Regions from separate parts of the Mus musculus genome. Here regions 2, 3, 4, 5, 6 and 7 are each linked to region 1. A link is a contact called in public HiChIP or PLAC-seq and promoter capture Hi-C data. All regions are on one chromosome and are shown on one strand. The core of a region is the stretch at or near the end of the contact, and the rest is flanking DNA. Distances in the headings are between cores, read along the strand shown. Region 1 holds the start of Elac2 (elaC ribonuclease Z 2). Region 2 holds the start of Cdrt4os1 (CMT1A duplicated region transcript 4, opposite strand 1). Region 3 holds the start of Pmp22 (peripheral myelin protein 22). Region 4 has its middle 38 kb from the start of Pmp22. Region 5 has its middle 52 kb from the start of Gm40016. Region 6 overlaps Gm40016 (a long non-coding RNA gene). Region 7 has its middle 70 kb from the start of Gm40016.

What was found. Promoter capture Hi-C pulls out the DNA fragments that hold promoters and counts their contacts. HiChIP or PLAC-seq counts read pairs in DNA pulled down with a chosen protein or histone mark.
Region 2: a contact with region 1 is called in a promoter capture Hi-C map of 3T3-L1-derived adipocytes, with 7 times the contacts expected there. The contact joins the promoter of Cdrt4os1 here to the promoter of Elac2 in region 1. A contact is called at or near these places in 8 of 39 promoter capture datasets (the 3T3-L1 cell line, 3T3-L1-derived adipocytes, embryonic stem cells and 4 more) and 1 of 115 datasets of contacts at active chromatin or transcription factors (astrocytes).
Region 3: a contact with region 1 is called in a promoter capture Hi-C map of hippocampal neurons, with 10 times the contacts expected there. The contact joins the promoter of Pmp22 here to the promoter of Elac2 in region 1. A contact is called at or near these places in 14 of 39 promoter capture datasets (the 3T3-L1 cell line, 3T3-L1-derived adipocytes, the SN4741 cell line and 8 more), 7 of 484 Hi-C or Micro-C datasets (the N1E-115 cell line, cortical neurons, embryonic fibroblasts and 3 more), 9 of 115 datasets of contacts at active chromatin or transcription factors (the NIH/3T3 cell line, astrocytes, embryonic forebrain and 6 more) and 2 of 9 other capture datasets (adipose tissue and embryonic stem cells).
Region 4: an H3K4me3 HiChIP or PLAC-seq map of pro-B cells shows a contact between it and region 1, with 17 times the contacts expected there. The contact joins the enhancer-like site here to the promoter of Elac2 in region 1. A contact is called at or near these places in 11 of 39 promoter capture datasets (the 3T3-L1 cell line, HPC-7-derived erythroid cells, cranial neural crest and 7 more) and 1 of 115 datasets of contacts at active chromatin or transcription factors (pro-B cells).
Region 5: a contact with region 1 is called in a promoter capture Hi-C map of embryonic stem cells, with 7 times the contacts expected there. The contact joins the enhancer-like site here to the promoter of Elac2 in region 1. A contact is called at or near these places in 16 of 39 promoter capture datasets (the 3T3-L1 cell line, the C10 cell line, the HPC-7 cell line and 10 more), 2 of 15 datasets of contacts at CTCF or cohesin (the NIH/3T3 cell line and stem cell-derived epiblast-like cells), 83 of 484 Hi-C or Micro-C datasets (the 3T3-L1 cell line, the AtT-20 cell line, the C10 cell line and 47 more), 8 of 115 datasets of contacts at active chromatin or transcription factors (PVALB interneurons, astrocytes, bone marrow-derived dendritic cells and 4 more) and 2 of 9 other capture datasets (embryonic stem cells and liver).
Region 6: a contact with region 1 is called in a promoter capture Hi-C map of embryonic stem cells, with 6 times the contacts expected there. The contact joins the enhancer-like site here to the promoter of Elac2 in region 1. A contact is called at or near these places in 5 of 39 promoter capture datasets (cranial neural crest, embryonic stem cells, frontonasal cranial neural crest and 2 more), 4 of 115 datasets of contacts at active chromatin or transcription factors (embryonic stem cells and stem cell-derived neural progenitor cells) and 1 of 9 other capture datasets (embryonic stem cells).
Region 7: a promoter capture Hi-C map of stem cell-derived epiblast-like cells shows a contact between it and region 1, with 7 times the contacts expected there. The contact joins the enhancer-like site here to the promoter of Elac2 in region 1. A contact is called at or near these places in 7 of 39 promoter capture datasets (the 3T3-L1 cell line, cranial neural crest, embryonic stem cells and 2 more) and 1 of 115 datasets of contacts at active chromatin or transcription factors (astrocytes).

What each region holds. Positions count from the first base shown.
Region 1 is chr11:64,977,631-64,980,464 of GRCm38.p6, reverse strand. It overlaps Elac2 (elaC ribonuclease Z 2), which reads right to left and starts at 1,430. Exons shown (of 24, transcript NM_001362983.1): 1 at 1,134-1,430; 2 at 697-747; 3 at 488-558. The coding sequence starts at 1,354.
Region 2 is chr11:63,002,787-63,005,620 of GRCm38.p6, reverse strand. Cdrt4os1 (CMT1A duplicated region transcript 4, opposite strand 1) reads left to right here and starts at 1,487. Exons shown (of 3, transcript NR_126547.1): 1 at 1,487-1,692.
Region 3 is chr11:63,130,086-63,132,919 of GRCm38.p6, reverse strand. Pmp22 (peripheral myelin protein 22) reads right to left here and starts at 1,463. Exons shown (of 5, transcript NM_008885.3): 1 at 1,266-1,463.
Region 4 is chr11:63,167,630-63,170,463 of GRCm38.p6, reverse strand. No RefSeq gene overlaps it. Among named protein-coding and RNA genes, the nearest start is that of Pmp22, 38 kb to the right of the region's middle. Within about 2 kb of position 1,368, at least 42 of the 459 cell types and tissues checked have an H3K27ac peak or open chromatin away from gene starts, as enhancers often do.
Region 5 is chr11:63,411,127-63,413,960 of GRCm38.p6, reverse strand. No RefSeq gene overlaps it. Among named protein-coding and RNA genes, the nearest start is that of Gm40016, 52 kb to the left of the region's middle. Within about 2 kb of position 1,495, at least 45 of the 459 cell types and tissues checked have an H3K27ac peak or open chromatin away from gene starts, as enhancers often do. A contact at or near this core is called in differentiating embryonic stem cells, embryonic stem cells, stem cell-derived epiblast-like cells and 3 more, where this site is marked.
Region 6 is chr11:63,453,915-63,456,748 of GRCm38.p6, reverse strand. The region is part of intron 2 of Gm40016 (a long non-coding RNA gene); the gene reads left to right. Among named protein-coding and RNA genes, the nearest start is that of Gm40016, 8.7 kb to the left of the region's middle. Within about 2 kb of position 1,413, at least 44 of the 459 cell types and tissues checked have an H3K27ac peak or open chromatin away from gene starts, as enhancers often do. A contact at or near this core is called in embryonic stem cells, stem cell-derived epiblast-like cells and stem cell-derived neural progenitor cells, where this site is marked.
Region 7 is chr11:63,532,423-63,535,256 of GRCm38.p6, reverse strand. No RefSeq gene overlaps it. Among named protein-coding and RNA genes, the nearest start is that of Gm40016, 70 kb to the right of the region's middle. Within about 2 kb of position 1,491, at least 18 of the 459 cell types and tissues checked have an H3K27ac peak or open chromatin away from gene starts, as enhancers often do. A contact at or near this core is called in stem cell-derived epiblast-like cells, where this site is marked.

The DNA.
Region 1 (2,834 bases), core at 181-2,680:
GGGTGCTTCTGGCTATACTAGTTATTTACCTACGTGTCCCTGTTCTAGGGTATAAGCAACTATACAATACATAAAGAGAAAATAATGTTAGCATTGATCTAACCATGCATCAGAGCAGGGTCTGCTATGCAAGGGGGAGGAGGGCACAGTCCACTACCTCATTCTCTCCTCTGCCCATACTACTATGCTTTCAAAATCTGGCAGCCACACAGTCTGGATGACAGTATGTGTCTGAATCCAGCTGCAGAGTCTGATCAGCACCCACCACAGCACTCTGTTGTTAAATCTGTGGTCCAGGTGGAGGTTGTAACCATATCAAGGCCTACTTTTCCGAGTCTAGGTTTTCACACCCCCTACTCAAGCTGACTAAGCTAGTGTACCAGGAATTCTATCTCCCCTGGGCTAGGAAGATGAACAAATGAGCTGCAAGCCATGTTAAGCCCCCAGAAACTTCCCACCGGCCCCTGACCTCCAAACACATACTCACCACACAACCCCCCAACATTTGACCAATGCATCCGAGTCAGAAAGATGTTGTCCAAGCGAGCGACTTTCAGTCTAAGAAAAAAACATACATTTCAGCCAGATGAAACAAAGACGACCAGAGACCGTGTCTGCTGAGAAGTCTCATCTGCCTCTCACCTCAGCTTTCAAGCCCATAATCATCTCCACCCCAGAAGCCAGGAGTTGACTCACTTGTGTTCCTGCATAAGTCGTTGGACGCCTTCTCCGCAGTTAAAAAGGTACCTACAGGAGGAACATTACTGTACTTACAAGTATACTCTGTAAAATGCTTTACTGTAGATACAGCGACATAAATGACAGGGTTCTCATACTGCCTAGTAGGTTTTGAGCCCTCTTTGGTTAGTGACGGAAGAGTGTAGTTTGGTATAGATCAATGGGGAGTGATGTCTTTCCCCATCGACTTATGAAACCGGTCTAGCCCACACACTCACGGTGAGGCCCCCGCTTTGGGATGGTGATGGTGAGAGTCGGGGCACGGGAAGTTTTGCCCGGATACCTGAAAGCCATGCTGACTAAGGGAGGTAAGGGATATATACAGGATTGGACAGGAGGCCTCCCGAGCACGTGGCGCTGGGGCCAATCCCCCAGGGCTGTCGGCCCACTCTGACCTGTTGTATTCCGAGAAGACATAGAGAGCAGCCCCCGCGTCCCGGCCGCCCGCCGCCACCACCTGCAGGTACACGGTGTTCGGGCCCCCGGGACCCGGGCCGCGCTTCTCCCGCGTACGCAGGTGTCGCAGTGGGTCTTTGGATGGCCGCGGCCGACGAGCCGAACCCTGCGACATGGTGCGCAGGCCAAGGGGACGCAACAGTGAGCGGAGCGCCCACATGCACCCGACCACACCAGGCTGACAAGGCAGCCAGACCCCTCACGCCGCCACAAGCACCGCCCCTCCACCGCATGGCGGAACTGACCAATCAGCGCGCCGCCGCGCTAGCTGCCCGCCCATCCAAAGCTCCGCATCCAATCGTAACGAGCCTTGGAGCTCGGAGTCTGTCAATCAAGGTGGACGTAGAGTAAGCGAAAGCTAGAGCGTCGCCGGAGGCCCCGCCCCCCTCACCGGTTCCGGCTTTCCCTGTTGACGTTTTCCGGTTACTGTCACTTGGCGGAAGCGGGACTTCTGAGAGTGCAAGTACTCGAAAGGCATTACTGGGAAAGGACTGAGTCTTTTTCAGGTTCATCGTCTTCTGTCAGGAGCTCTGCCCTTCGACAAAAGTATTCCAAGTTTGCATTGTTCTTGCTTATGATGATGGTGACGATCTCATGGGAGATAGATCTGGCTAATTTGATTTCCACCATAAGAACACATTTCAGATGATATTCTTTGTTTTGGCGTGAGAATAGAGATGAAAAGACTAAGTAAACTTCGTAGTGTTGCGTCTTATTGCTGTTATGAGCCGGTCCTCTCTGCCTTGCATTCCTTACTTCAAGACGGAAATAGTTTAACAGTGCTTATCTTTGGGAGATATTTAGAATTAACATGGCTGTGGGGACCTCGAAAGTCGACTTAGGACACCCCAAGACCAAGTTCTCAGAACAAAGGAGATTTATTTTCCCCAGAGAGACAAAAGGCAGTGAATAAGAGACAAAGAAAGAAGATAGAGACTAGGACGAAGAGAAAAGGGTCAAGAGAGAGGAGAGAGGAGTATTTGCACCCGAAACACGAAGGGCTGCCTCTGGATAGGGAGGAGACCGACCCATAGGCAAATAACAGTTCATAAAGGTTAAAAAAAAAATCCGATGTTAGGATAAGTTGGTTTGTTTTGATTGTGTATATTAATTACATAAGCCAAAGGGGGCTTTTCAAGGGGCTGGACTTCAGTGCTTTGTTAGCTGGACCTTAGTGGTCAGCCTCAAGAGGAGAAAATGGTCAAATAAGGGAATAGACCTTGGTGTCTAGCTTTATGGATGTAATCTAATGATTTTTAGCAAGATGGAGGGTATGGCGGTGAAGCCAAGGCCTGCCAGAGTCGTATTTGGCATGCTTGGTTGGCTAAAGGCCCTTTGATGGTCGGTGCTTTGAGTGGCACTAAAGAGATACGCAGAATAAATAATAGAAATTTATGGAGAAGAAAATGTTGCCACCTGCAGGAAATGTATTTAAACAAGTATTCAGGGAGACTGTCAGATGTCTGAGGCTGGACTGTCAGGTGGCTCTGAGGCTGGAGCTGGACAATCAAGATAGTGAGTTGGAGGTGAACCTGGGGCTACATGAGACCCTTTCCCAACTTGGGTGGATGGGCAGGAAGACACACACACTTTTTTTTTTTTTTAATGCTGAGACCAAATGGATCGATCATAGTTCAAGA
Region 2 (2,834 bases), core at 238-2,737, 2.0 Mb after region 1:
TAGCAAAGCTTCCTGGTACCTTTCCAGAGTCCCCACAGGGAAGTCCACACAGAACTGAAACCTGAAACCAAGGAGACACCTGTTCTCTCAAACTTAGTCCAGTCTGCCCAGTGGCTGTCCCACACCAGCATCCCTTGGAGATGCCATGAACTTTTTATAGCTCCCTTTGAGAATTTAGTCAGAAGTGTTATGGCAGGACACAGGCACCCACTTCCAGGGATACCAAACCCCACTGGCTTGCTAGGCAGCACCTTAGCATTCTTCGGCCCTCTTGTCCATCATTGCAATTCCTGCCTCCCTGCCAAGGTTGTTGCAGGCACAGCCCACTCTTCTCTCCTTGGATTTTATGATCCATATGGTGACAGCAAGCTACAGAAAAAGATGTCTCCTCTATCAAAGAGTTTTGGAAGGGTCTCCTCTTTAAGTACATTGATTTTAATAGAGAGGCCAATTTTAATTTATTTTTATAAAAGTGAGGAGGGCACAAAACACCCACACATGCACACATGCACACAAACACCTGAACTGCAGTGATGGCCAGTTTCTGAAGTGCGACTACTCCACTAGTGAGTGGGTAATTTTAAACTACTAACATAATGTCCCTGATTGATGTGTGCAATTGCCAACACTCTTGAGATTTTACAGTGAGCTAAAGACCTTTTTTAGACTCACTGAATCCCTACACATGGCTGTGATAAAAATGGGGATAATATAAACAGCCGCCTCACGGAGTCTGTGATGTAATACACATGGTCCACAGCCGTGTCTGCTACTCAGTAAACGCAGCCATAATTCTCATTGCCTCTGGCCTGTGATGCAGATATCAGGTGACAGGAGCCATGCCCTGGTGGGCGTGTGTGGGTGGAGCCAAGATCCTCCAGCTGCTCCACCGAGGAAGGCAAACACCAACAACCCCTGAAGATATTCCACAGGCCAAGAGGCTTGCTCCTGGTGCAGGTCCTGCAGATGCTTGGGAGCTGTGATTGACACTTGAACTCCCAGGGAGGATGCTGAGGTGGCACTGGGATGAGGGCAGGTGACTTTCTTCTCCTCTGAACAGGACTCATAGCTCATTCACCCAAATGGAAGAGCTCCCAGGCTCACAGCCACCCTTCCTTGAATGTCAGCATGGTCTCTAAAAATAGGAGGCAAGGGTCCAGGATCTGTGCATTGCCACTGGTTGTTTGGAGCTGACTGGGCACATCTTGGACAAGAAACAAAGTTTAAGCACCTGTAGTGCCTGTGGTATCAGAATTCAAACACAGAGATGTTTGGAGGAGGGGAACAGGTATCCAATACATGACTCAAATGACTCCCAGGAAAGGGTCCCCGAGAGTCAGGCTCTCTTGTAGTTGCTTCTCCAAGGAGCCAAGTTTTACTTCCCGGATCTCTCAAAGCAGCTCAGAAGGCCCTGGTCAGAGACACACAATGGGAGCCTGTTTCCGTGGACACTTCAAGATTCTATTAGAAAGAAGCAGAGAAGGACAAATGTGTAAAGATCTGCTTTTGTTTCCTACACTCACCCACTCCAAACATTAACCTCATACCAACCTCCCACTGTACACAAGGGCCACAGGAAGCCTGGACAATGCAGAAGAGCTAAAGGAAGTGGATAGGCTCTAGCTTGGGCCACAGGGTGGCCCCACAGCCTATCCAGTGTACCCTGAGCAGCCAATCACCAAGAAAATGAAGGTGAACGTTCTTTCTTCTGATTTGCGTTTTCTGCCTTTCTTCTTCCTTCCTTCCTATTTTAAAGATAGTATTTTGAAACTACTAAGCTGGAAAGCTCAAATTTTGGCCCTTCCTATCATACCTACGCAGCGATGTGGCCTGGGACAACTGAGGGCTGGAAGAAGGTTGTTACTTTCTGTGTTTCTTTTCTCCTCAGTGTAACAAATTACCCAACAGAAGCAATTAGAGAGGAAAGCTTTATTCAGGTGCACAGCTCTAGTAGATAGGGTCCACGGTGACAAGGAAAGCCAAGTGACTGGCATGACTTTGGCCACTGTGGTGGGGGTTTGCAGCCATGATTTGTTCCCATTTTGTCAGGCAAATCAGGGATCAGAATCAGAAGTAGATATCACCTTCAAGCCAAGGTCAAAAAAGACGATTATGTTAATGAGCAAAACAATAAGGGGAGAATAAAAATGAAAAAACAAAAGGGTCAGGCAAAGCATTTGCTTAGTATACACAGGTGCCACGGACTGGGCTCAGTCGGCCCCCCTCAATCTGTGGGAAATCTTCTGCTGTGGGCCAGCCCCAATCCACCTCCCTCCACCTGCGGAAGAAATTTCGGGGTTCTGGTTACAGGTGGGCAAGGAGTTGGCGAGAAGGGGGGTAACAAACAGACAGGACACCAGGGAGTGCTGTATCTGGATGTAATTTTGTCAAAGTTAGCATCAGTTTTATATAATACAGAAAACAAAGGAGTAGGGTATCACAACAGGCAAGGTACATTGAAGTATCTGACACAAAACAGAGGAATGACTTCAAAGGACTGGCAGGAACCAGGCAATGTTTACAGTAAAGATAAAACAGCCCTGGGTAGAGTCAGCTAATGTCAGGTAAGGATTTCACACCCTAGTCACAATTTATGCTACTTCTTTGAGCCTTGTGAAAGCTAGCACCAGGGGCATTCTGCTGGAGCAGACCTTATCCTGAATAATGCAATACCACAGCCCCCCTTTTTCCTAGGCTTTGGTAAATTCTTGCATATGAGAGTAACTTGGCTGTTCTTAAGTATCTGTAGGGAATCTCCATTTGTCAGAAGAATTCACCAACTTTCTTCTAATATGTGATGTAGTTTGCAATGCCTGACTGTAGTGAAGATTCTA
Region 3 (2,834 bases), core at 214-2,713, 1.8 Mb after region 1:
AGCCGAGGCCACAGCAAGCCTCCGCCCAGCCTGGGCGCCTTTCAGGGCCCTTGGGACTTGGGAGGCTACCGAGGCCACGTCCCTGACCCAGTCACAGGGTGGATTCCCCCCGAGACTGGAGGCTCAGCGGGCGGCGCCAGGCTCACAGCCAGAGGCCTGGGGTCGCCCGCCACCCGAGGCTGGTTTCCCAGACCCCAGCGCGCCCCGCGTTCCGTTACTTGCCTCCAAGTTTCCACCCGTTTTTGCCAGCGGAGAGCAGCCGCCCCGCCCCCGGCTCGGCCTAGATGCTGGCGGCTGGGGGAGCGGGAGAGCAGGCGGGCTGGAGGATTGCCCGGCTCCGGAGCTTCCCGCGCGCAGGGTTCCGCGCCTTCCCTGCGCCCCGGGGGGTGAAGAGCCTTCAGCCCCGCCAGCTCCACAGGCACCCCCTGGACGGCCCCAAGGAGAGCTAGGCTGAGCCCGCCGCACTTGCGGACCCCTGTCCAAAGCCCCATCCCGAATAGATGCGCCAGGGGCCCTATCCCTTGGTTGCTGCTGACTGGAGGGAAGGAGACAGTGCGTAAAGAGGCTGATTGAGTCTGAGAATTCTCGCAAGTCAGAGCAGGCAAGACGTGTTTCCAAGGTCCGAAGATACTATCTCCTACCCTACCTCCCCCTCCACTTCAGACTTTAGGGAGCTAAAACTTGGGTGACCTGATAGTGAATGTGTACAGCCGTGAAAATCTGGCTGCAGCTGAGTGAACCAGTTAAGGATAGAACCTTAGACCAAGGAGACTTCTAAATTAGTTTTGACAAGTATTCTATCCCAGACACGTCCATTTTCCTCCCAAGGAACACATCAAAGACAAAAAGCCAGGAATGCACTGAAGATATAAGCAAGATTTTCCCCATGATTTCCAGAAAATTCAAATTTCATTGGATGGCTTCAAGTAGCAGAGACCAAGAACACCATAGGGCCTGCGGCTAGAACCCGAAGGACCAGAGACTCGTGTATTTTAACAGTACATCCTCTGGAAAGAATCACAAGGCCGCCCCAGCAACCCTCTATCCAGACACCGCCACCACCCTGGTCTGGACGATGCAGAGGCAGTCCTAGGTGTGTCCCTCCGGTAGGCTAGGATGTAGGAAGGGGTCTCCACGTTCTTGTCACAAGGCGGCCCTATGGAGGGTCAGAGCCCCGTCCCCGCTTTAGGCATAGCATTTCCAGATGATGCCCAGCTTTATGCCCCCCACCACCACCACCTTCTTCACTTTCCCTACCAACTTACTTTCAGTTCAAAGGGACAGCTATCTCAGAGCAGATTAGCCTCAGGCACAAACTCCGGTGCGTCCACTGGGTTGCTGGCGTCCCCAAAGACAGCTGTGCTGCGGGTCAGCGCGCGCGCAAAGCAAGGGGGCAGTGGGAGGCTCCCGGTGTTCCCCTTTAACGGGAACTACGCCCTATTTGCGTCGCTGCAGAAGGGTGTGTCCCAGGGTCAGCGTGTGCGGGAGGGCGGGCCTCCCTGAGGAGAGGGGGCAGGCGGGCGGGCGGGGCGCCGACTGCCAGACAGTTACTTGGACTTAAAGACACCCCCGGAAAAACCAGATCTCTGCAAAACCTCGACTTTTACTTAAAGCTGGAGGACCCTGGGCTTCTCGTCTCTCACCTTCCCTAGATCTGTGGTACTCGGGCCCTGTTGACCAATACATTGCACCTTCGCCCCTGTCCCCTCAGCGCACATGGATAAAGATTGCTAGATTTCGTACCCACCTCCCTGCCTCACTCCCCAAGTGCGCAGTGCTGGGTTCTCGGGAACACTGAAGTGAACTGTGCCCATTCGGGGACTGTGTAGCTGGATCACCTCTCCTACTAGCAGCCAGGACCTCAGGTCTTGGCGCACCTGACCTGCGCTGGGGTCTTAACTGGGCTAGTCTTTAAAACACCCATCCTCGCTATCCCTGTTTGTACCTAGAAAGTATGCTGGTTTACTGGGATTCGGGGTACATATCTAGAGGGCTAGGCTGGGACCCCAATCCAAGAGAGAAGGGAGGGGAGGAAAATCCAAGCTTGACGGACGGATGGACGGACAGACGGACAGAGGGGTGGGGCTCTAGGATCCGGCTCCTCCTAAGCTTGGCAAAACCAGATTTTACAACTGCATATAAGCTCCAGGCGAAGTTTGCCTGAGGCAAGCTGGCCTGGCTCCCAGCCTTGGCTGGAGTCCTGGCCATGGGGGTAGGGGTGAGAGAAGTGGCCATCTGAGGTGCAGGAAGAGCAGCCAGAGAAACTAGCTGATTCATAGGCACTTGAGTGTGGCCGCCCAGAGTTAAGAAGGGAGAGGCTAGCCAGCTCTTCTTGGAGATGTGCCCAACTAACCATCAGGTCACCTGTATTGGCTGACTGAGCAAGGAGCCCGTGTGTTAAAGTCTCTACCTGCATATCCACACCCTCCCTACCTGTTAAGAGCAGTGAGTCATAAAGCCCTGGGAGACTCAGATAGTTCCATATTATTTTGTTTTTTGACAGTAGCCGCTACTTGAGCTAATTGTATATGCTTGCTCATTACATAAAAAAATAAACTTGAAGCATTCTTCAGACAATGATCTTTTAAAATTTCTCATCGGATTAAAAATAAAGAGTATGTGTGACATTTTTATTCAGTTCCCTGCCAATGCCAGGTGTCGTACCTGTGCTTGGCACACAGGAGGCTGAGAGGAGATGCATGGCAGAGGTTGAAGCCAGAGCTCTGCACTCGGTCCACACCTAATCAACTAGTGCTCCTGTCGTGAGCATTCATTGAGCATTCAATGTTTTCCTCTGGGAAGAACGGCCGCTGCCTACACCGAAGGGCGTGGTG
Region 4 (2,834 bases), core at 119-2,618, 1.8 Mb after region 1:
TTCTGCACTTTGTTTAAGACTGAAAGCTAAACAGCTGTGAGTTCAAGAGTTTTAAGAATCCCAATGTCATAACAGACAGAAATAATAAAAAGATAACATGGTCAAGACACCGAAGAAGTATTCGCAGTAAAAAAGTATGTAGTTCGTGTCAAAGCAGGGACATCACAAGATGTTAACTGTTTAAAAGCTTAGATGAAGGAACCGTCTTCAGAGATGCCAATGATAAGGTACAGGGTATAGATGTGCAGAGAACATGCGCTAAGACAGACAGAGCCACACTGCATTCTGAAGCATACGAGTCATCGGGGAAGCAAGAAATTCTTAATCTAATGACTATATCATGCTATTCATTACATTCCTGAATATATTGTATAAAGCGAAAAATACCACAGATCAGAGGACAGATCAGGGAGATAACCATAAAGTGAGGAAAGCATGAGATGCAGAGTGCCTGTGTATTAGCTAAAACTGCAGAAATGATCAAAAATAATGTTTTCCTATCAAATAAGAGAAATAAAACACTACCAGGCCTAGTGTGGAGAAAAATTAAAGATGAGAAGGCACAAGTGCACACGATTAAGAAGAAGAAAGAAAATTGAAACAGGAAATTAAGATGACTGTTACAGCTGTCTCCAACACTCCATGAAAACAAACTTGGAGATACAGATGAAAGATGGTACTTCCTCTGAAACACATACGTTTTAAGACATGTCAAGAATTCAGATGCTTAAACAGGACACAGATGAGGAGACAAGGATTTGAGAAAGCACTGGGGTACCAGCGTCTGCTTGATAACTACTCAGCACCAGATCCTATCAAACCTTCAAGAAAACCAGCCGTACTCACTGCCCCCAGCTGCCCCTTCGTTTATATCTCTATCTGTCTTCAAAATGGAAAGTCCTGTGCGAAGCCCCATTTACCTAAAAACTATGCTGAAAATATGGATGAGAAACAGAAAACAAAGCAAGAACGAACCAAAACAAAACCTCGCTTTAAATCATGAGGGCAGAAAGAGGGGAAGATGAAGGCCTCCAGGACATGAGGTCCAGCCAATCAGAAAACAAAGAAACAAAAAAACCCAAACCCCACTAAACAATAGTTAGCCCAATTGTTTCTTCTGATATCTCCTACAGGAATTTTTTTAGTCTGTGAACAGCAGACAATGCTGCAAATAAGCTATGCTGAAATGCAGAAAAGCTAAGCAAAGAATTAAGCCACACACACACACATCCTTGGAGGAAAAAGAGAAAAGAGGTAAACAAATTTCAACGCTTCTAGATAGGAAGTGTGCTCTCAACAGCTGGGTGTGCTCGCCATTCTGTGGACTGTTGCTCCCAGAATCCCAAGCACAGTGGAATGCAGCCACTAAAAGGGCAGTTTCTAATCAAAGCTGCCCTGCTGTAAATTCCTAAGGTCAAAGGAATTCTCCGAAATGCTCAGGACGGAAAGAAAATGTCATAAAGCAATCCCCTGAGAGGACCCAAGATTCTGTTGCTAAAGAAATGTTAACTGTTCATCTCCACTGTTCTGTTTGAACTTCCCTACTGCTGTTTCAGGAGAAAGAAGAATGTCTTCCCTTAAAAAACAAAATAAACAGAGAGCTGGAGAGACGGCTCCGTGGTCAAGAGTACTTGAGGCACTTGCAGAAGATCCAAGTTTGCTTTCCAGCACCAGAATCAGGTGGCTCACAACGACGCCTGTCATTCCAGCTCCAAGGGATCCAACACCCTCTCCTGGCCTCTGTGGGCACTGCACAGGTGTGCAGGACTCCACACCCAGACACATACATAATCTTTACAAATAAAGTAAAATTAAAAAAAAAAACAGCTTTAAAAAACAATGATCAAACCCACAGAAAAAGCAGACATTCTATTTTTTTAATGAGATGGCGAGGAACAGTTGAACACACAGCTGCATCTTCCTATGACATTAGTGCGAGCTTACACCCCACAGGTGTCACTGCACACACACACACACACACACACACACACACACACACACACACACACACACAAAATTCGTTGCGTTTTAGTATGTCTCACAAAGGAAGTGTGGAACCATCACTACCCCCAGGCTTAGAGCATCTTCTGCGTGATAGGAAACATTTTGCCATTCTCCCTTTATCCTTATTTGCCCCACCCCCAGCCCTACACAATGACTAGCCCACTCTTGTGTATACAGTTCTCCTGTTCTTAACCTCACTATAAACAGAATCTAGCATATGGTAGGCAGGCTTCTGTGACTGACTCTTTTCATCTAACATCATGTGTCGAAGCTTCACCCACTTGGTAGCATGTAATGATATATTACAGCCTTTTACAGATAAAACGTGTTCTGTGGCATGAGGAGACCATATTTTACCATCTCTTTCTCAATGGTCATTTGGGTTGTTTCCATTCTGGAGCTGTTACAACATCCTTGTGTAAGTTTCGATACAGACTTTGAGTTTGTTTCTCTTGGGATTATAGGAGGACAGGATCTGCTAGGACAAACAGTAACCTTAATCCTTTGAGGAACTGCAAATACATTCTCAAAGTAGACACACTGTTTATATACCCAGTCGTAGCCTGTGAGGGATCCAGTTCTCCTGCATCCTCACCCAAGTGTGTGGTTAGAGTTTAGAGTCTAACTAGCCTGGTAAAGGAACATCCTACTATCCCAGCTTTTCCTGGTGACTAAGGCTATTCACGTGCTTCTGGGCCAATTCTGTATCTTCCTAGGACAAATATTTAACCAAGGTTTATTGGGTTTTTTTTTCCTGCTAGAGGGAGGAGAGATTGAGACAGGATCTAGCTATGTAGCCCAGGCTGGCCTCAAACTGGAAGCAGTCCTCC
Region 5 (2,834 bases), core at 246-2,745, 1.6 Mb after region 1:
GATTCCTCAGCTAGCCCTCTACCTTCTAAACACATCAGCAGCTGCTAAAGACCAAAGTGTCTAACTGTGGGCTCATAAGGGACATCTCGGATTTAAACTGCAGCACTGTATAAAACAGTGAAATGCAGATACGTTCTACATCACAAAGGAATCTCAAGAGCACTTGCTGTGTCAGTGAATCAGGACAGGAAGAGGCCCGGTGCCACTCTTGTGAAATGTCCTGGACTGTTAAAGCCATGGAACTGGTACAAGAAGCAGTGAGGATCAACTCTTTGATGGTTCTATAATTTTATTTGGAGGTGGTGAAAATATTTTGGAACTAAATAGAACACTGTTTGACAATGTTGTGAATATGCTAATTGCCTGTCGCTTGTTCTCTTTAAAATAGTTAAATCCATGTGAATTTCCTGCCAACTGGGATGTCTTCAATTCATAATATCCCCATGAATCCTCAAAACATCACAAGGCTTCTCATTGTCACTGTATGTCTTCAGAGGCGACTCTTGGCGTCAAAGGGTTGTAGGAGCTAATGCATGATGGGAGATTAAAATAAATCTATCGAAGCAAACGAGATAATGCATGCGTTGAACTCCTTGAGACTCGAGGAAAAACTTAACTGTATTCTGCTTTTCTCGTACTGGCGGACTCTCATTGCACTGAGCCAGAAGAAAGTAAAACAGAAAGCAAGGAACAGGCCACGGAGGTCAGAGTCCTTTTTGAAGTCGCTCCATCTCAGCGTTGCCGGCACTTTCCACGCATGGTGGGTGTGTGGCAGAGAGGAACTGGATAATTAAAAGATTAAAAAGAAAAAAAGAAAAAAAAAAACAAGCAGAAAACACATTTTTTCCCCATAGCTAGTGATGCTGTTCTTCCTTGAAATACTGCCCCTGAAGATCAAAGATAAACAAACAAGCTGGGGGAGGGGTCGGAAAGCGACTCCGACGCCCCAAGTATCTTTTTTTCCTCTACTGAAAACCAGAGCCTTCCTTTCGGAATGTAAATGTTTTCCTCGAAACTTGCGACAATCACGGATGTAAAGGAGAGCTTTTGTCGCAGTGGGGTCTCTTATCTGCACTGACCTGTCGCTCCTTCAGACGGAGACTTGGGCCCCAATTCTCAGGATTTTCGAAAAGAATGCGCTCCAGTGAGGGTGGGGGTGGGTGAGGAAGCCGAGCCGCGCAGACGGTTTAACATGCTAATGTCTTCAGTCTCTTTTAGGTGGAGGATCAAGGTTTGGCTATTTTCAACTTCTTTTCCACTCCCCCTCTCTTCCCATCCCAGTTTAGTTTCGAGAGGACTGTGGATGTGACAAGGGCTTTGTGTAGGGAATTCAGGGGAATGAAAGGGCCAAGGAGACCCAGTTGAGGGAACAAACTTTTGGGGGTCAGTGGGGTCAGTTTGGAATAAAAGCGTGGCATTGTTGGTATTAAGGACATGCTCGCAGCAGGGTGTCCTGAACTGGGCACACAACTCCAGGCCTGTTTATTCAACACTGAAATACCTAAGGATGGGCCTTGGGGAGAAAAGGGGAAGCCAAGCCGGAGGCCTGTGTGGCACCTTCCAGCTTCAGAGAGCTCCCGGGACACACACAAAGCCCCGCTTTTTCCACATTTCGGAGAAGAAAGTGCCTGTGCATAACCCAAAATTAATTGATTAATTAACCAATGCATTAAACGAAGAGCTTCCCGTGGCACTTTTTTTTTTATCCCTCTTTCCTTTCTTTCTTCCCGGCTCCACACATGTACAATCCGGGTCATTGAAAGCCCAAGATAGAAACAGTTTCTTAACGGTGTTTGAAAACAGCCTTTGTTTCCATGGAAGTAGCCGGGGCTCTCTGAGGCTTCCTTCTAAAAAACATTTACCCACCTCAGACCTAAAGGGAGGGGAGGGTGCCTCTCTTTGTTTTGTTTTGTTTGTTTTGTTTGTTTGGGGACGATTAAATGAGAGAAATTGCTTGCAGCAGTCCACACACACACACACACACACACACACACACACACACACTGTTAACCTAAATAAATATTAGTAGTCGTTACTGTGTATTGCTCTTCTGTGGCCTAGTCACTGTGAGGTCAGGAAGAAAGATGGAGGGCTGAGGAAGAGACTGGCCCACTGGGGCTGGAAATAGAATTAAGGCAGAGGGGAAATTCGGCAGCTGGATCCTAGGCAAGGATGTCATCTTCCAGGCAGTGGGGGACATTTCCAGAGTCCAAAGTAAAACGGACCTCAAAGCATGAAATGAATATATATACACCTGAAGGGCCATGTGAGCTTGCTCTACTCTACTCTCTTGGGAGCAACAAGACCAGGACACATAAATACTGAAGAAGGCAAGTGCTGGCTTCTGTTTTATAGATTGCCAGAGTTTTGAATACCAGAGAAAAAGACAGACAAGGTTACAATTTGAAGAACACTTGGAAACAAGGAAGAGTGACATAAAGCCAGCACGTCCAAAGGATTTAGTGCAGACACTTAGGCGGGGACAGGCAAGCCCAGAAAGTAGGGACTGAGTAAAACGGTGTATGAGGTGACAGTGTTCACATCTGGAATAGGGTGTGGCTTGGGGGTTGCACTGTTGACTCTGAGGTTGAGAAAGCAGGGTTTCCAGAAGTTAAATTAAGAGATAGATCACTGAATGGTTTGTCACAGGAAGATGGTGCCAGCAGAGACACTGGCTAAAAATCTAGGTCCATAATCCGCTTACGTGGTAGTGGTAATACAGCATTTGAGTTTGTGCTGTTGGGAAGTCACATGAGAGATGACAAAACAGGATAAAGTCACCATTGTTCAAGAAGATATCACAGGGCTGGAGAGAGAGCTTAGTCTATTAAGAT
Region 6 (2,834 bases), core at 164-2,663, 1.5 Mb after region 1:
AGAAGTAGCCTGTGCTAGACAGGATGCACACTGACGCCCTGGGCATCTGTTGGCGGAAGCCAGAGCAAGTGGATTGATAGGCAGATTGTCATTAATAGGTGAAATAGAGCAGGTGCCATCTCCACAAGCCTCCTCCCCATCCCCCACCCACATTCCACAGCCAGGGCACTAGATGGGGCTGAGTCTATGAAAACTGTCCTTGGTAAGGGTTTTGCATAACTATGGTATTTGAAGGGCATGATCTGTTTACATTTTCTCTAGGCTCCGCCCAGCAGTTACCTAGCAACAACCAGGTACCAGCCTGGCTCACATATAAAAGGACTATTCAGTCTCTCTCTCTCTCTCTCTCTCTCTCTCTCTCTCTCTCTCTCTCTCTCTCTCTCTCTCTCTCTCTCTGCCTCTCTCTCTCTCTCTCTCTCTCTCTGCCTCTCTCTCTCTCTGTCTCTCTCTCTCTCTCTCTCTCTCTCTCTCTCTGTCTCTCTCTCTCTCTGTGTGTATGTGTGTGTCCCCATCTCTGTCCCATCTCTGCCTCTACTTCCTTCTCAACACTCCTTCCCATGTTCCTAAGTAAACTCTATTCTATACTACACCCTTCTTTGTTGGCTGTTACCACTGCAGAGGGATGCCTCAGGATGGGCCTGCTGAGTCAACCCCCTCCCACCACACCGTACCGTGCTCCACAAAACATATCTTTGGTTTTATAAAACACATCAGGATGTTGGCTACAAAGGAATCTCTAGTACTTCAGCCTTACTTTCTGGATAGCTTTACAAACTGTCCCAAGATGGGCTTCATTTTGTTTTACAGAAATTCTGAACTTTACAGGTATTATTTTTATGCACATAAACATTACTCCTCCCCTCTTTCCTGTCACGATGGTTTTCAGTACCTATGCTAGTACATATATTTGTGGATCTATACAACGTTCCATCAGCAGAATAATTCCAACAGTGGAGTAGCTGGGTTACAGAATATACATATTTTCAATCGCTATTTAGCCAGACTTCTGTCAGAAATGTCTGTTCTAGCTATATGATAAGATTGTATTTCCCCCATCTTTGTAACACTGGGGATTGCTACATTTCTGTGTTGAGGAACAAAACCACGCATTGTTTAATGTTACTTTTGTTTTGAGTTTTTGCAGCGGAGGTGGGCCTTGGCACCTCTGCATCTTCCCCACCTCTCTTCCTGCTGCTTTAAACTCCCAAGTTGCTTCCTGGGAAGTCTTCTGAAGCCAGAGAATCACAGTAACGTTCTTCTGTGGGCCTAGGGAGCGCGCTAATGTTAACAGGCAGCGTTCGGAGCAAAGGTCTCTCCGGGTTTCCACATCTGCAGCTTTGTACAGGCCCTCACCTCTGAAAAGCCTGAAAGCGTGAAGCCAGGCTTGGCCTAATGTGAATTAGCAAGACAAAGAGCTGTCGAGGGGCGGAGCGGTGATGAGCTTTAATTTACTGAAGATTAATGAGCCCTCGTGGATCTGCCCCAACCACCCATTTTCTATCTCCTCTGCCCACATCGGCTTTGTTAGCGTGTGTTGGTCATTTAGAATTATCCAGCAACAATCTCACCACTTAAAGAGGCATACTGATGGGAGCCGAGGGCTGGAGGGTTCATGCTCTGAACACAGGACCCCAGAGCTGGAAAGACTGGAATGTGGGAATGTCTCCGTGGCCCCGGACCCCACCCCACCCCCACCCCTTGACTTTTGTTTGTGGCCTCAGCCATTTGAGGCTGTTTGTTTACTTGAGCCTAGGAATAAAGCCTCCCAGAGGCCTGGCTTTGGCTGGGGTGAGTCTCCCGAAAACCAGTGGCAAACCTTTCAGACTCAATGGAGCAAATCCAATACTACTTCAAAGCTCAGCTTTCTAGTGGAAGATCTCTCTGGGGTAATACAAATGTCACGATAGCTTCCCCATAATTCCCAACGAAAGGGAAACGCTATTAGCCTTGGGCTTCAGCTCATTACCAGGGTGCTAGAGAATTCTCTCGAGTTTTATCATCAGCAACTATCAGAACTTTCCAGGCCTCGACAAGTTTTTATTTGCCTACCCGTGCAATGGGTAGATGTTGCAAGCTTTGTAAGGGGAAGCCTCAACGATTATCCCTAACCTTCCTGTGCTTCTCTCGGGGTTCATGGAAATAAAGGGAAGGCTTTCTCCACTGAACCGGTTGGAAACAGTAACAGGATTTATGCCAAATTCTGAAGAAGCCTTCCTGCAAAGGCCTGCAAAGACACAGAACCCGGGTGGTGGTGTACCCCTCACAGATTTAAACTAATAAAAATAAACAAATAAAAGTAGAGTATGCTCTAATTTAAAACCAAAAAAACCAACAGAACAAGAAAGAAGGGCTATTCTTTCAATATGAAGAATTATCCTTGAGCATTGTCAGCTGGACTAATGGAATAAATACAAACAGAAAGTCAGCTGGTGGGACTATGCCCCAGTCCGGCTTTGCCCTGCAGCAGGACAGTGGTGGAGCTGCCATCACAACATCCCATGCTCCACCCAGAGAAGGAATCCAGAGACAGCAAGAAGATGAGAAGAGAGTCTGCATTAGGCCTGCTTGAAAATTCTAGTCAACTTCGAGGACCCAAAGCAAATAGCTTTAAAACAACATCCAAGCTGTTTGTTTTCCCATCAAAATACAATCACGTGTTTGACTGTGGGTTGTCACATACATCATTCTTAATCTGTCACTGCTGAAACCAGTGCGACAGTCGCAGTCCTCAATTAATGCAAATTAAACCAGTTGTCTTGTCTATAATTGTCTAAACTAGCAAAGTGCCTTTCTTTGGTGACAGGGCATCCCGGACTCCTTGCTCTGTTACCCCT
Region 7 (2,834 bases), core at 242-2,741, 1.4 Mb after region 1:
CTAATGGTGATTTCCTATCTCTAATTTGCATGATCATTTGAATCTCAAAACAAGAAAAACAAGGAGCCAGAGTCCTCAGTAGCCAGGGGGGCAAGTGAGCTGCCCCTTGGCATCTCTCTGGGGCAGATATCCAGTGCAATTCCATGGCCCTCACCTCCAGTGCCTCATACAGAAGTTGCTGATGCTCAAACTCCACATATCCTAGAGACTCAGAAGAGAGTCACTATCCGGGACCAAGTACACAGACAGCTGCCCTCTAAAAGGTTAGGACAGCAGTAATGAGAAACAAGCCTTCTCACCAGACATGAGAGGTGAAAGTCTGACAAAGAGCATGGGAAAGTTTCTCAGTCAAGTAGATAGGAAGGCATGGTTCAAATTCTACTGTGTAGAGAAGGTTGTCTCTGTGCTGGTGCATAAAAGGCCCAGAGAACACTCGCCTGAAATCCAGAGGGGTTGGTGAAACAAAGCCATACTGTACTATTGAAGGTAGCAGAGCAGACCTGGCGGTGGGGCGCCTCTGCTCTCCTGACACTACTCCTTCCCATTTCAGAAGGGGCTATCTACACCCAAAGAGGAATTAATACAAAGAAATTTGAGGCACAGAAACAAAGGAAAGTATGAAGAGAACATTGTTCATCTGGAGCCAAAACGGTGATCATGATGGTGATAGATGAGAGAGAGAGGTGTGAAAATACAGCCATGGCTTGATGGATGTAGACTCCCCTCACCTGCCTGCCTACCTGCTGCAAGTCACTTTTTCTCCCCACAAAGTATAATGTAAGTACCTGAAGTCTTGGTGGCTGTACAGAGAGATGAGCTGGGAAGGGGGCAAATGAACTGTTGGGCCATCAGGTCCAGGGTGCTACCCATCTCTGCCCTTGATGCATGGAAGTGGCCAGTTTGGATGGTTCATTTAAAGGGCAAACAGGTGGATAAAGGGTGATCCCCGGGGTGGAGGATGTCAAAGGTTTTGAGCAGATAGAAGCCGCCTTCCTTGCACTTAGACCAGGAGGGGTCAGAAACACTTAGCCACTAAGCAGAGGGTGATTTTCTCTGATCTCAGAGCCACAAAGAAAAAACTGGGACTCTGCTCCTCTGCTTGTCTGTGCCAAGTCAACTCAATAATGAAAGGTGGCTAGCAGACGCTCAGTCCTAATGTGCTTCCATGACAGCCAAATGAAGCCTTACTAACCCCCATCATGCCTGAGGGCTTTCGCCAATTAGCAGAACACCCCTGAATATTCCCTATAGCCTCTGCAACTTCAGGCTAGGTAAGGCCTCTTCCTAGTGAGTGTGGGCTGTCCTCCAGGCAGGTGTAGCCTCTTCCTCCTTTTCTTTTTGAAGAAAAGGGATCCTGGTGTGTTCAAAGAGGCCTCCATTCTGTAGATGCTAGGGTGAGTTTTGCTTTTACATAGTTTACACGGGTGAGGTGTGGATGAGGGCTCTCCTCCTCCCCTTGCCTGGGGGGATTAAGGCACTCCATTGTTCCAGGCCTATTGGCCTCAACATTTGCATACATCAAGTCCCTAGGGCTGTGAATAGAGCCAGCTGCACCTGCCACCCTTTGCTCTGGGGGCTGACCCTGGTCAGACCTTCCAGGTAATTCCATTTGTGTCATAACAGATTCAAGAGGCTGGGCTTGAGAGGTGAGGGGGAGACGGAGTTAAATGCATGTGCTTCTGGGATGGCTAAAAATGGTCAGAGCTGGCTCCAGAATCATTGATATTCTTCTAAGCAGGCCATTATTTGTAGAGACTTCCAGCCTCCTAAAGCCTCATTGAACTTGAGAATCTGCAAGCTTCCTTTCTTTCTACAGACTCTCTGGCATCTTTCTTACTTCATCCATCCAAGTCACAGTTAGGGAACGCTCTAGGTGGCACCTCCTTAGCTTCAGAGGAGGCACCAGGATGAGCTCGTTGATCTAAACATGGTAGAACACATAACTGAATAAGCCAGAGGAGTGTGGAAGGAGCCCAGTGTCCTATCAAAGCAGACTTCTGGGGCCGGGCAGCTCTCCTGTGTAAATGATTTTATACGATACACAAGTCGCTCTATTGCTGAGAATAAAGAACATCCCCATTGGACAGGGAAAGGGGGGCTCTCCAATGAGACACGATGGACATAGCTAACCACTGACATGGTTAGGACAATCTGGGCTTTGTGTTCCAAGTCCTCCCGCTATGCTGCTGTGGCGCAGCGCAGAGACAGAGTGAGCTCATGAGGCTTTCTACTTCAGCAGGACTCAGCTGAAGGGTTTAATACGCCTGTGATGTATAATAGTGATCTCAGAATATTTTACTGGCAAATCAAGGAAAAGAATTTATTGAGCACCTGAGGTGTACAGAGCCCAGGGCTCCACTTGCTGATAAACTGCACCCTAAGGAACACTAGTGAATGAATGGTTTTATTGACTGATGTGTGCCCATATTAGCTGGAACAGGGTTAGTTTAAACCCCACCAACAATTCTCCTGCTGATCTAGTCTGCAGCCTCCTCCCTCTCCCTACCCCCAAAAGGCTACTTAACACCCCACAATTCTTAATTTTTGCACTCCCCAATCAGGAATGGCCATAACAACAATGTCTGGTGGTTCTTATCTGACCACATTTTAATACCATTGGTCATGTGCCCAGGGTGTTACAGTTAACTGCATTTTGGGGATAAAAAGCAAGTATAATATAACTAATATAACTTCTTCTTGTGTAAGTTTGCCTTTTGAAAATAGACACTTTTATGAATGCTGACAGATGCATGCAACGTGGTATCCACAAGCATAACCAGGATATAAAGCAGTACAAAAAAAAACCCCACAAATGATCTAAATTAGAAGGAATG